Linked DNA regions of Zea mays: region 1 is linked to region 2. Evidence: chromatin contacts called from public Hi-C data. All regions are on one chromosome and are shown on one strand. The core of a region is the stretch at or near the end of the contact, and the rest is flanking DNA. Distances in the headings are between cores, read along the strand shown. Region 1 has its middle 40 kb from the start of LOC103655248. Region 2 has its middle 15 kb from the start of LOC100383143.

The links. A called contact is a pair of places that touch in the nucleus more often than the background predicts.
Region 1: a Hi-C map of ear shows a contact between it and region 2, with 3 times the contacts expected there. The contact joins two enhancer-like sites. A contact is called at or near these places in 2 of 25 Hi-C or Micro-C datasets (ear and tassel).

The regions. Positions count from the first base shown.
Region 1 is chr4:42,977,262-42,982,621 of Zm-B73-REFERENCE-NAM-5.0, reverse strand. No RefSeq gene overlaps it. Among protein-coding and RNA genes, the nearest start is that of LOC103655248, 40 kb to the left of the region's middle. Within about 2 kb of position 2,066, at least 10 of the 20 cell types and tissues checked have an H3K27ac peak or open chromatin away from gene starts, as enhancers often do. A contact at or near this core is called in ear, where this site is marked.
Region 2 is chr4:42,790,766-42,795,998 of Zm-B73-REFERENCE-NAM-5.0, reverse strand. No RefSeq gene overlaps it. Among protein-coding and RNA genes, the nearest start is that of LOC100383143, 15 kb to the right of the region's middle. Within about 2 kb of position 2,913, at least 18 of the 20 cell types and tissues checked have an H3K27ac peak or open chromatin away from gene starts, as enhancers often do. A contact at or near this core is called in ear, where this site is marked.

The DNA.
Region 1 (5,360 bases), core at 817-3,316, 190 kb before region 2:
CGACCTAACTGCATGGTTGTTATAGAGATCCTATTTATGGATAAAATAAAGCATTTAAATCAGATTTTTCGTTTCCACACATGCCAATCCATTTTCTAAATTGTGTGCATGCCTTCCAAAATTTTCACGCATGCAAATAGAAACAAATGCGCCCACACATGCAAATAGAAACAAATGCGCATGCGGGGGCGCGTGGGGGTGGATGCGGTGAGGCCAGCCGGGTTAGAGGGAAGGTTTGACCTGGTGCATGGTGAGAGACGCACCAGACCGTATGCACCTGGTTGTTAGGTGCGGTCCAGAGGTGGCTAGGCTTCGTGTAACTATTTGAAGCCCTAGACTCCCAATATCTCTCTCTCTCTCTCTCTCTCTCTCTCTATATATATATATATATATATATATATAATTTCGGGTTTTCGGAATAATTGGTTTTCGCAAACACTAAAATTTAGGGATTGACATAATATCAGAAAAGTTGAAATTCACGTTTAATACTCGAAAAATATTTCTAAGGTTCAAAAAATGAAACACCCTCAAAATAAATTAACATGTTTTGAAGAATTTTGCGCTCACAAATACTATGCAACAACATGAATACAACAATCAAAACTACTCTTGGGTTTTATTTTACTAGGTTTATGCCTATACATATAATAACTCTTTATTATTTAAAAAAAGAAAAGAAAAGCAAGAAAAAGAGGTCCTGAATTTTGAGTATAGAGCAAAGAAATTTTTATACCCAAAAATTAGGGTGTTGCACTTGGATGAGGTACCGAACCATATTATGGGGGAAATAAAACATTTAAATCAGATTTTTTGGTTTCATTGCATGGCAATTCATTTTCTCTCAACGCATGTTCTTGTCATCCTAAATTTGTGCACATGCACTAGGAAACTGATTTTACGTAGCGTACCGTAATGCATAAATACATTCATGTGTAGCATAATTTGTGTTGGTATATATAATAAAATGTTTCTAACGACCTAACTGCATGACTGTTATAGAGATTCTATTTATGGACAGAATAAAGCATTTAAATCAGAATTTTCGTTTCCACGCATGCCAATCCAGTTTCTAAATTGTGTGCATGCCTTCCAAAATTTTCACGCAAGCAAATAGAAACAAATGCGCCCACACATGCAAATAGAAACAAATGTGCATGTAGGGGCGCGTGGGGTGAATGCGGTGAGGCCACCCGGGTCATAGGGAAGGTTTAACCTGGTGCATGGCGGGGACGCACCAGACCACATGCACCTGGTTGTTAGGTGCGGTCCAGAGGTGGCTAGGGTTTCCTGTAACTATTTGAAGCCCTGGGCTCCCAATATCCCCCTCCATATATATATATATATAATTTTGGGTTTTCAGAATAATTGGTTTTCACAAACACTAAATTTTAGGGATTGACATAATATTAGAAAAGCTGAAATTCATGTTTAATACCCGAAAAATGTTTCGAAGGTTAAAAAATGTAGCACCCTCAAAATAAATTAACATGTTTTGAAGAATTTTGCGCTCATAAATACTATGCAACAACATGAATACAACAAGCAAAACTACTCTAGGGTTTTATTTTATTAGGTTTATGCCTATATATATATAATAACTCTTCATTATTTAGAAAAAAGAAAAGAAAAGCAAGGAAAAGAGAGGATAACTCCTGAATTTTGAGTATAGAGCAAAGTAATTTTTATACCCCAAAGTTTAGGGTGTTACACTTGGGTGAGGTCCCGAACCCGCAGGTGGGCCATAATCGACAATATTGTTTCAAACGACCTTTTGATAACCATACAGAGGTGGCGTGCCCATTGTTGTGCCATCCGTTAACCCTTTTCCCATCGTTCCGTCGTAGCGGCTGACTGACATGTGACCCTCATGCAGGATGGGTCTCCAGGTCATGTGAGCGATGCTTCAACACCGCTTTGGTGGTCAAAATGGTTTTGACTGTTGCGGTGGAACCAAGAAAGTATTTATTGCACTTGTTTCTAGCATTTCTTTTGCACGACTGATAGATCTGGCCCTCATGTCATAGATAGGGTACCTGGGTCCCGGGTGACGTCTCCTGAGATTTTGCGCGGCGATCCAGGGGTGAGTGCGGGAGAGTCTGCCTAGAAAAGGATTCATACAGTGTATTGCGGTTACCTTTCCGCATTTGCTTCATCTCCAAACATGCGCTCTTCCTCGTCCTTTGTTTGCGCCGCCACCAACGTCATGGCTTCCCTTATTCATCCTCGCCGATTCCAAACCCAATGCGACCTTGATAAGGTGTGTCGTCTGCTGGGGTGGACTTCACCGGAGCACGCCAGCAGAATCCATGCGGGGATGCTACCATTGGGTGCCTTGTAGCCAAGGGAGTTCGTCCTTTTTATCTCCAACATGTCTGCTTGGCTTGCACTACCAATTCCTCCTTCTTTATGCTACTGCTGGATGAGTACGACCTCCAACTTCAACACCTTACCCCCCACTCCATCCTCTAGGTGGCCATCTTCATCCACTTGTGAGAGATGTTCGTGGGGCAGCACCCTTGCACTTCACTTTTCCACCATTTCTTCGTGTTAGTGAAGTCAGAGAAGGGAAGGGACGTGCTTGGTGCTTACTACTTCCAAACGAGGCCCGATCCATCCATTTTCTACGTCAAGACCCTTGCTGGCGGGAAACAGGAGGATTGGAGACATGATTGGGTGAATGCCAGGACCGAGGCTAGTGAATGCCTCATCCTGTCGACCGAGGGGCCGACCACCGACCGTAAGTTCTAGAGGGGTAGACTGCCTCTACCGATGGTGTTCGACCCCATGATAGACAGGATCAAGGCCCTAGCATCGAAAGGTCTTACATTGACATGTATGCTCAGCGATTTCCAGAAGCGCGGATCATGCCGTTTCATCAGAGGTCGCAGTTGTCTTGCTAGTTCACCGTTTCGCTTGACTGCTACCGGATCGTGCGTGAGGACAATTCCGATTTGACCTAGGAGGAGCTGGAGCTTTTGAACAACGAGATATCTAGTGAGGCCTTTATTCTAGAGCATATTTTTCCCCTAGGATGTCTCTACATTATGTGATGACCAAGGCCTTAGATCAGGGCTCATGGCCACCATGTCGACCGTGAATGATAATGGCCCGACAGTTCGTCAGCTGGGAGGTGACCCGAACCGCGGGGTCCGGATACTATCATGGTTTCTAGAACCGCTGACTAGTGGGACCTTATTTGTAACACCCTAAAATCCTATTTTGTCATTTAAGAAAATCCTCTAAAGATTTAAAATCTAAAATATACCTTTATAAGGATTTCCTTACCTTTTAGAATAATCTCCTAAGACAAATTAATGGAAAATTTAGATTTTTGAATACTAACACTGGAATTGAATTTAAGTAAACAAAAAATATATTCCATTATTGAGTAAAAGTGTTTATTAGATAAAACTATTAGTATTGAATTACATATAGAGTTAGAAGCATTTATGTGCATGAGCAAGATAATAAATAAATTAAAATAAATTAAAACCTTTGTATTCATGTTGAGTTTTATGTGATGCATATAATCTTGAAATCTGAACTCTAAATAAAATTTGAACTTGAATTAGAATTGGAAAACTGAAATTGGAAAGGTAAATCAAAATAAAAATAGGAAATAAGAAAGGAAAAAAGAGAAGGTTTGCCACTACCTGTGCCGATTCCCTCCCTCAGTCAGGCCCAATAACCTTTCTCCACTCACTCTTCCCAGCCCATCACAACAGTCGAGCCTCACCCAACATTGGCAGGTGGACCCCAAGGGTCGAGCTCCTGTGGCCACCTCGTGTGCGCCCTCACACAGCCTGCTAGGTGGACCCTCAACGTTGTGGCGCTCCGCACGCGGTCGCGCTCAGGCGCTGGTGGGTGGGCCCATGACACCGGTGGCTTCCCCTTCCCTTGGCTATTGCGAGCATCTCAACCACCGCCGAGAGCTTTGAGATTCCGCCAGGTACGCTTTGCTCGCCCCTATAAAACCGGTCATCGCATCACTGAGCACCTGCACATCCACCGACGACTCCGTGCTGCCACCGAGAGAGGACAACAGAGAGGGAAAGTAATCACGTCGCGAAGGAGAGATAAGTGAAAGGGAAATGGACTTAATCATTTCCTATAATCAATTTTGGTGGTTGACGTCCAACGCAAACCACGTGGACTAACTAGTTTGTCTAGAAATCATCTATCACAGGTGCATAAGGTTCAACACAAACCAAGAAAGAAATCCAGTTAGGGACACAATCAAAAATGGAGCAAAGGACTTGAGTGTGCTGATCTTTGGCGCACCGGACACTGTCCGGTGCACCAGGCCCGTACAGAACCAAACCAGCCACTCTCGGGAATTCAGTGGTGCCCTCCGCTATAATTCACCAGACTGTTCAGTGAGCCAGCGGAGCAACGGCTCTCTGCGCGCCAACGGTCGACTGTGCAGAGTCTACAGTGGTGAACAGTGTCGCACAGAAGTCAGAGGTCACCGGACTGTCCGGTGTGGCACCGGACTGTCCGGTGTAGCAAGACGACAAGACGCTCCAACGGTCAACTGCTCAAAACCCTAACGAACGCGCTGACGTGGCGTGCACCGGATAGTGAATAGCGCCTATCCGGTGCGCCACCGGATTGTCCGGTGCGCCCATCGCCAACAACGGCTAGGAAGTGGTTGGGGGCTATAAATACCCCCCCAACCACCTCATTCAAAGTCATCCAAGCCTTCTGAAATATTCATTCATTGCAAGAGCAAAGTCCAACACTCCAAGACACAATCAAAGCAATCAATCCACTCCAAGTTCCCAAAATCAACTCTAGTGCTTAAGGGCTTGTGAGAGGATCACTTGTGTTCTTTTGTTGCTCTTGTCGCTGGGATTGCCTTCTTCCTTTCTCAATTCCATTTCTCAAGTGCTTTGTAAAGCTAAGCAAGAGACAACAAGTGTGTGGTGGTCCTTGCGGGGTCTTAGTGACCCGTGTGATTAAGGGAAGGCTCACTCGGTCTAAGTGATCGTTTGAGAGAGGGAAATGGTTGAAATAGACCCGGCCTTTGTGGCCTCCTCAACAGGGACTAGGTTCTTTGGAACCGAACCTCGGTAAAACAAATCACCGTGTCAACTCGCTTGATTTGTTTGCCCTCTTTCCTCTCTCTATAACGTTTCCTTGCTAGTATTAATTTGAGTTTGCTCCCAAACGTCATCCACATACTTTGAGCAACTCTTAGCAAGAGAAACATTCTTTCGAACTTAAATTTAATTCTAACGCTAATCCCGGCCCTAGTGTGTGTGTAAGTTTATAAATTTCAGGTTTCGCCTATTCACCCCTCTCTAGGCGACTTTCAATTGGTATCAGAGCCAGTGCTTCATTAAGAGCCTAACCAA
Region 2 (5,233 bases), core at 1,664-4,163:
ACTTAAGTGAAAGTAACTCCTTCTTCTTGATCTTCATTAGCCCAAAAGGAATATGATAATTCCTGAAGAGAACTCTGCCCATGTAATGGTCTCAGCAGCGGCATGAGCAGCACAATATGAATCCCACCAGTCGGCAGCGGGCTAGTGAGGCGACCCGATGAGTAGATGACCTTCTCCCTGTCGGTGCACTGAGCAATATTAAGCATTGTGTCCACTGTCTTCAGCCAATCATCTGCCTAAAGAGGATCTGGAGAGCTGGAGAAGGTGGGTGTCTTATGACTCATGAACTCCCGTTGCTTGTCCCTAGGTGGAGCTAGTGGTGGTGGAGGTGGTGGTGGTTGCTGTCGATCTTGACGATCTTGATGGATCTACACTTGCATATCCATCATGGTGTTAGCCATCTATTGTAGTAGTTGCATCTGAGCGACAACCACAACATCTGTCTCAGTCGGTGGAGGATTCAGAGGAGGATTCATCTCCGGTTGTGGTTGGGTAACTACCCTCCTTCGATGAATACGAGCAGGTAGATTGATACCGCCTCCCTTCCTGGTATTGACTATCTAGGTTAGAAACACATGGTAAGATAGAATTGCAGATAAGACGAATAATTACGAGACACCCAACTTTTAGTTCATGTTCTTTTGGGTCATAATAGCTTAGTAAATTAGACTATCATCTAACTAATACTAATACATTATCCTATGGTGGTACATGCTAGAATGCCCTACTATACTATTTCGCTCAATCAAAGAAGCAAATCAAGCATTTATCATCAGAACAAACATCCAAACACTTAAATATCGATAAAAGAGAATAAAATTTTCTTTTGTCTTAGGTCTCCTATCTCTATAGGGATTCATAAATATATGATTCCAAGGTTTTAAATCCTTTCTGTCTTTCTAGAGTAGAAAAGATAAGAGTAGTCAGAGTGGAACAACTAAAGGTGCGCCATGACCAAGAAAAGTATAGAAAGAACCAGAGTAAAGGTAAGTAGGCAAGGGTCTTGTCCAGTTCGATCTAGGTTTCGTTCTACAGTCAACATTTCCTCTGATACCACTTTTGTCACACCCAGATTTAAGGAGGCAAACCCGGGTGTGTATCATATGTGCGCTAAAGAATAACAACACATACAATGACCAAGTGTATAGAGATAAATGTCACAAATATTATTACAAAATGAGAATGTCTTACAAAATGCTAATAATAAATAAAGCGAACTAATATTATTTCCTTGATGCCATTAAGTCGACTGGGAGACGACTCCTAGACCTCGTCATACTCCTCGTAGTAGTCCTCCTCCTAGGCTACCTGCTCTTCACCTGTAGGGGAAGAGTTTTATCGCAAGAGTGAGCTCACAAAAGTTCATCGCTCAACAAGTGTGGGGAATAATGTGCATGAGCTCACAAAAGTGGGGGCCCATGTATAGTGTCAGGCTAATCAACAAATAATGGTTAAGGCAATGCATTGCTTTTAATAAGTTGGTCAAATTTTATTAGCAGTTACTAAGTATAAGTAAATAGCAACCCAAATAAATCAGAGATCATAATTAATAATAAACCACAATGTGATGCAAATGACCAATTAAGTTTAATTTCATAAGTTACTCATGTGAGGGTCTGAGACGCTCTTGACCGTGAGCATGGTTGATATATCAGTTTTACACTCTGCAGAGGTTGCACATCTTTACACACAAGTCGTGTTACCCATCTGCCATGGGGTTATACGGACCCCATACACCTCTACCGAGGAGGCGAGGCAGGGTAGCACTACGAGGCATTTACAAAGTTCCACTAGCTTCAGAAAACCCGCTATGGTTTCTGAGGAGAGCAATATAGGAATCCCTCGTCTGAAAAGCCATCGCAGCATGATCAACCCAAGAACCACCCTATACTGACAACTCCCCTACCGCCCTTGCCCCTTTCAGGTAAGGTAGTCCACCACCAGCTTTCCTAATTAGTCAGTCAAGGGCGTCCCATACCACCCTTGTGGTAGCACTGTTTTCCCGGGTGGTTCTCCATATTCCCATTAACATAATGATCTTATCATAAACAGTAAATAACTCATTGACAATAAATATCATGATCATAAATAATGTGTATCTTAACACCCAAAACCACATAAAGCAATAACATATGCTACCCAAAAGTTCAGTGGTAATCAAGGTATAAAGATGACCAAATTAGGGTGACCTATTAGGTCCCATCAAAATTAACCTATGCAGATCATAATAATTAAAACGAACATTATTGGGTAAATAGAAGTGATCAAGGATACAACTTGCCTTCAACGAGCTCCTACTCAGAGTTCTCCACCTGCTGGGTTCCGGGTTCCTCAATCACTTGCTCATCTACTCGCAACAATGCATACAAATATGGTATAGGCAAAAATTATCATCACACCAAACATGAGAATAAATTGTATAATATTGTTCTATGTGTCGAGACGGAACTCTAGGTTCGAGAACCACTAAAATCTGAGTTAAAAAGAGAGAGTTATGGATTTTCTAATATTAATGAATTAATTCTATACTAGAAATTCAATTTTAGAATCTTTTTACATAATTATAAGCTGACTGGACCGTGGACACTATTATTGGAAAGTTCATGGCTAAAATATTAAGAAAATAGGACTTGTCTGTGATTAATTACTACGACCAGAGGATGGCGGGTTGTTTTACTAAAACCCCCAGGACCCTTTTGCAAAACGGGGTCGGCTGAAGGGGTATTGGCGCGATCAATCCGTTGGATTTGGATCACGTGGCCTGGATAGATTTCAGCTTTTACCAAACCGATATGCGTCGCCGCACGTCAGATCTAGGATCAACAAATAAGATTTAATGAATCTAAACCTATTCGGAACCACCAGATATCGATCCGAGGGTGCAGATTAATTAGGCCAAAGGGTACGCCTGCGGCCGCATCAGAGCCACCCGTCAGGAGATCAGCGGTTGTCTGAGCTTCTGCTGCACCCAGCGCAGAACATGGTGGTTGTGTGCCGCCGCATCTGAGAGTTCCGGCGAGCACACCGATCAGGTGCCCCAGTGCCCTACGTGCCTACCTAATTGTGTTTACATGTCGTGAGGGCGATGGGAAATCAATGGAGATGACCCTTATCATGGGAGGGGCGTGGAGGTTCATGTTCTCGGTGAAGGGCGACACTGCGATGCAGAGCTTGCGTCGGCGTGAAATTCACCATGCTCTTGTCAGCACCACCACGCACGGATGCACCCTGCAAGTTCCCCAGCTCCCATGGTGTACCCCCGACACGCACCGGAGGCCCAACACCGGTAAATCGAAGCTTCCTCGGTGGCTGACCTCTCCCACACTCGACAGTGGATCTCAGGCGAATACGGCTCCTGGCGGCTTAAGGTGGGTGAGCGGGGAGAGTCAGAGGGCCGCGTATATACCCCCTAGGGCAGGAGTCTAGCCGGTTCAGCCCAAGACTCCGAGCTACCCCCTCCCCCACGGTGGGTTTGGCGCATCTGTAGCGACAGGTTCCCATGGGTTTGTTGAGGAAGATGTTGACAGTCGCCAAGCTTCTTTTCGTCGTCGATGAGCGACACTAACGCGAGCGCCTCGTGCCAGTGGTGTTTGTTCGGGGTTTCCAAGTAAGAAACATGGATTCATCTTTGGCGTTGGTTTATGAAAATGACTCACAAGTCAGAGCCATGGAAAAATATTACGGAGAATAAATGTCACACATATAAAAAAGAATTTAAGTTGAAAACATTACTCAAACAAAAGAAATTGCATGCAAGGCTCTTTTTTAAATACTACTCCCTTCATCCAAAAATATAATTCAGGAATCTCGTTGATAATTATCTACTACTACACATTGTGCAAAGGTAGCAGGTGAGCTTTGGGAGAGATGTAGTATATATTTTACTGTAACAGATATTGACATAAACACACATGTGGTGTAGTGGTAGCTACGAGCACATTTGCTTGAGAGGTCGCAGGCTCGAATCCTATTGGAGCCACATTTGTGTTTTTTAAATTTAATTTTAGCTAGACGTGGGATGCACGTGGAAATGGGAATGAGATTTGCGGGGAGGAGGAATGAGAAAGACTGTGCGGGGAGGGGGTAATGGGAATGGCAGAACACGGAATGGCAGCCGTGAATGGGAATGGGCTTTGCGGGGAGGGGAGAATGAGAAAGACAGTGCGGGGAGGGGGAACGGGAATGGCAGAACACGGAATGACAGCCTACCCCTTACCGCCTTAATAAGTAGTAGAGATTTCATACATTGACTTGGTTACTTTAAACATGAGCACTCATTTGCATAAATAGATAAAGGCCATATATATAACTTAATCCCTTCGCTTCTATTATCCACAATTTGGGGTATTACATCATGCTTCTCCCCTCATAAGCTCTCTCGAGGTTCTTTCCAAGGGGAGGACCTCCCTCCACCGACCTAGTCGGCATGGGGAAAGCGGTCGTCGAGCTCCAAACACGTTATCCAAGTGAGATCCGACCACCCTTTGGCGGGGTTTAGTTTCAGCGAGTGGTCCCACTAGGGGGCTCGACCCCCTAGGGGCATCTCATTTAGTCCTTCCTTATTCGATCTTGTTCTGGCCCTTTGGTCGGTATAGCCGACCAAAGAGGGGCCTTGTGGCCACCCCGTTATCCTGTTTTCCGCAGAGAAATGTGAGGTTCTATCCTGGATGTGGATGCGAGCAAATGACCTATGGGTCGATCACCTAGCTTGTGACTCGCTGGGTGCTTGCTCGATCCACCCCTCACTCTGCGTGAGAAATTAAGATGAGTTCAATTTTTACCTGGTTGGTCTGATGCAATCACTACCGTAGTGTGGTAAATGGGTGGTCATCATGACACCGCTCGGCGTGGGTGGCTTGACGGGACGCGAAATAGCCTGCCTGCCCTATCACGTTGGGGTGGAGTGGTGGTTTGGTTAACCGCCTCGCTCGTTGCTGGGGCATCCTATGTGGCGTGCCCCGTTGGCGCTCTATCCCAGGCGGTGAAAACATGCAAGGCACACAGTCTTTTCTGCCTGATACCCATTGTGGCCCCAGTCAGTGTTGTTTGTGGTGGCCCCACTTTTCAGGTGTCACCCCTATCCCCTGCATAAGTAGAGAGGAGGAAGTGATCGGGGTTAGTTTCGCTTACCATATTCTTGCGCTCGAGCCCTTGCTTCCTTTCTCCCCTAGAAGCCCTCTAGTTGCTTGTGCTTTCTCGTCGTGCCTCCTTGCCTCCTTGTGCCCGTCCACTT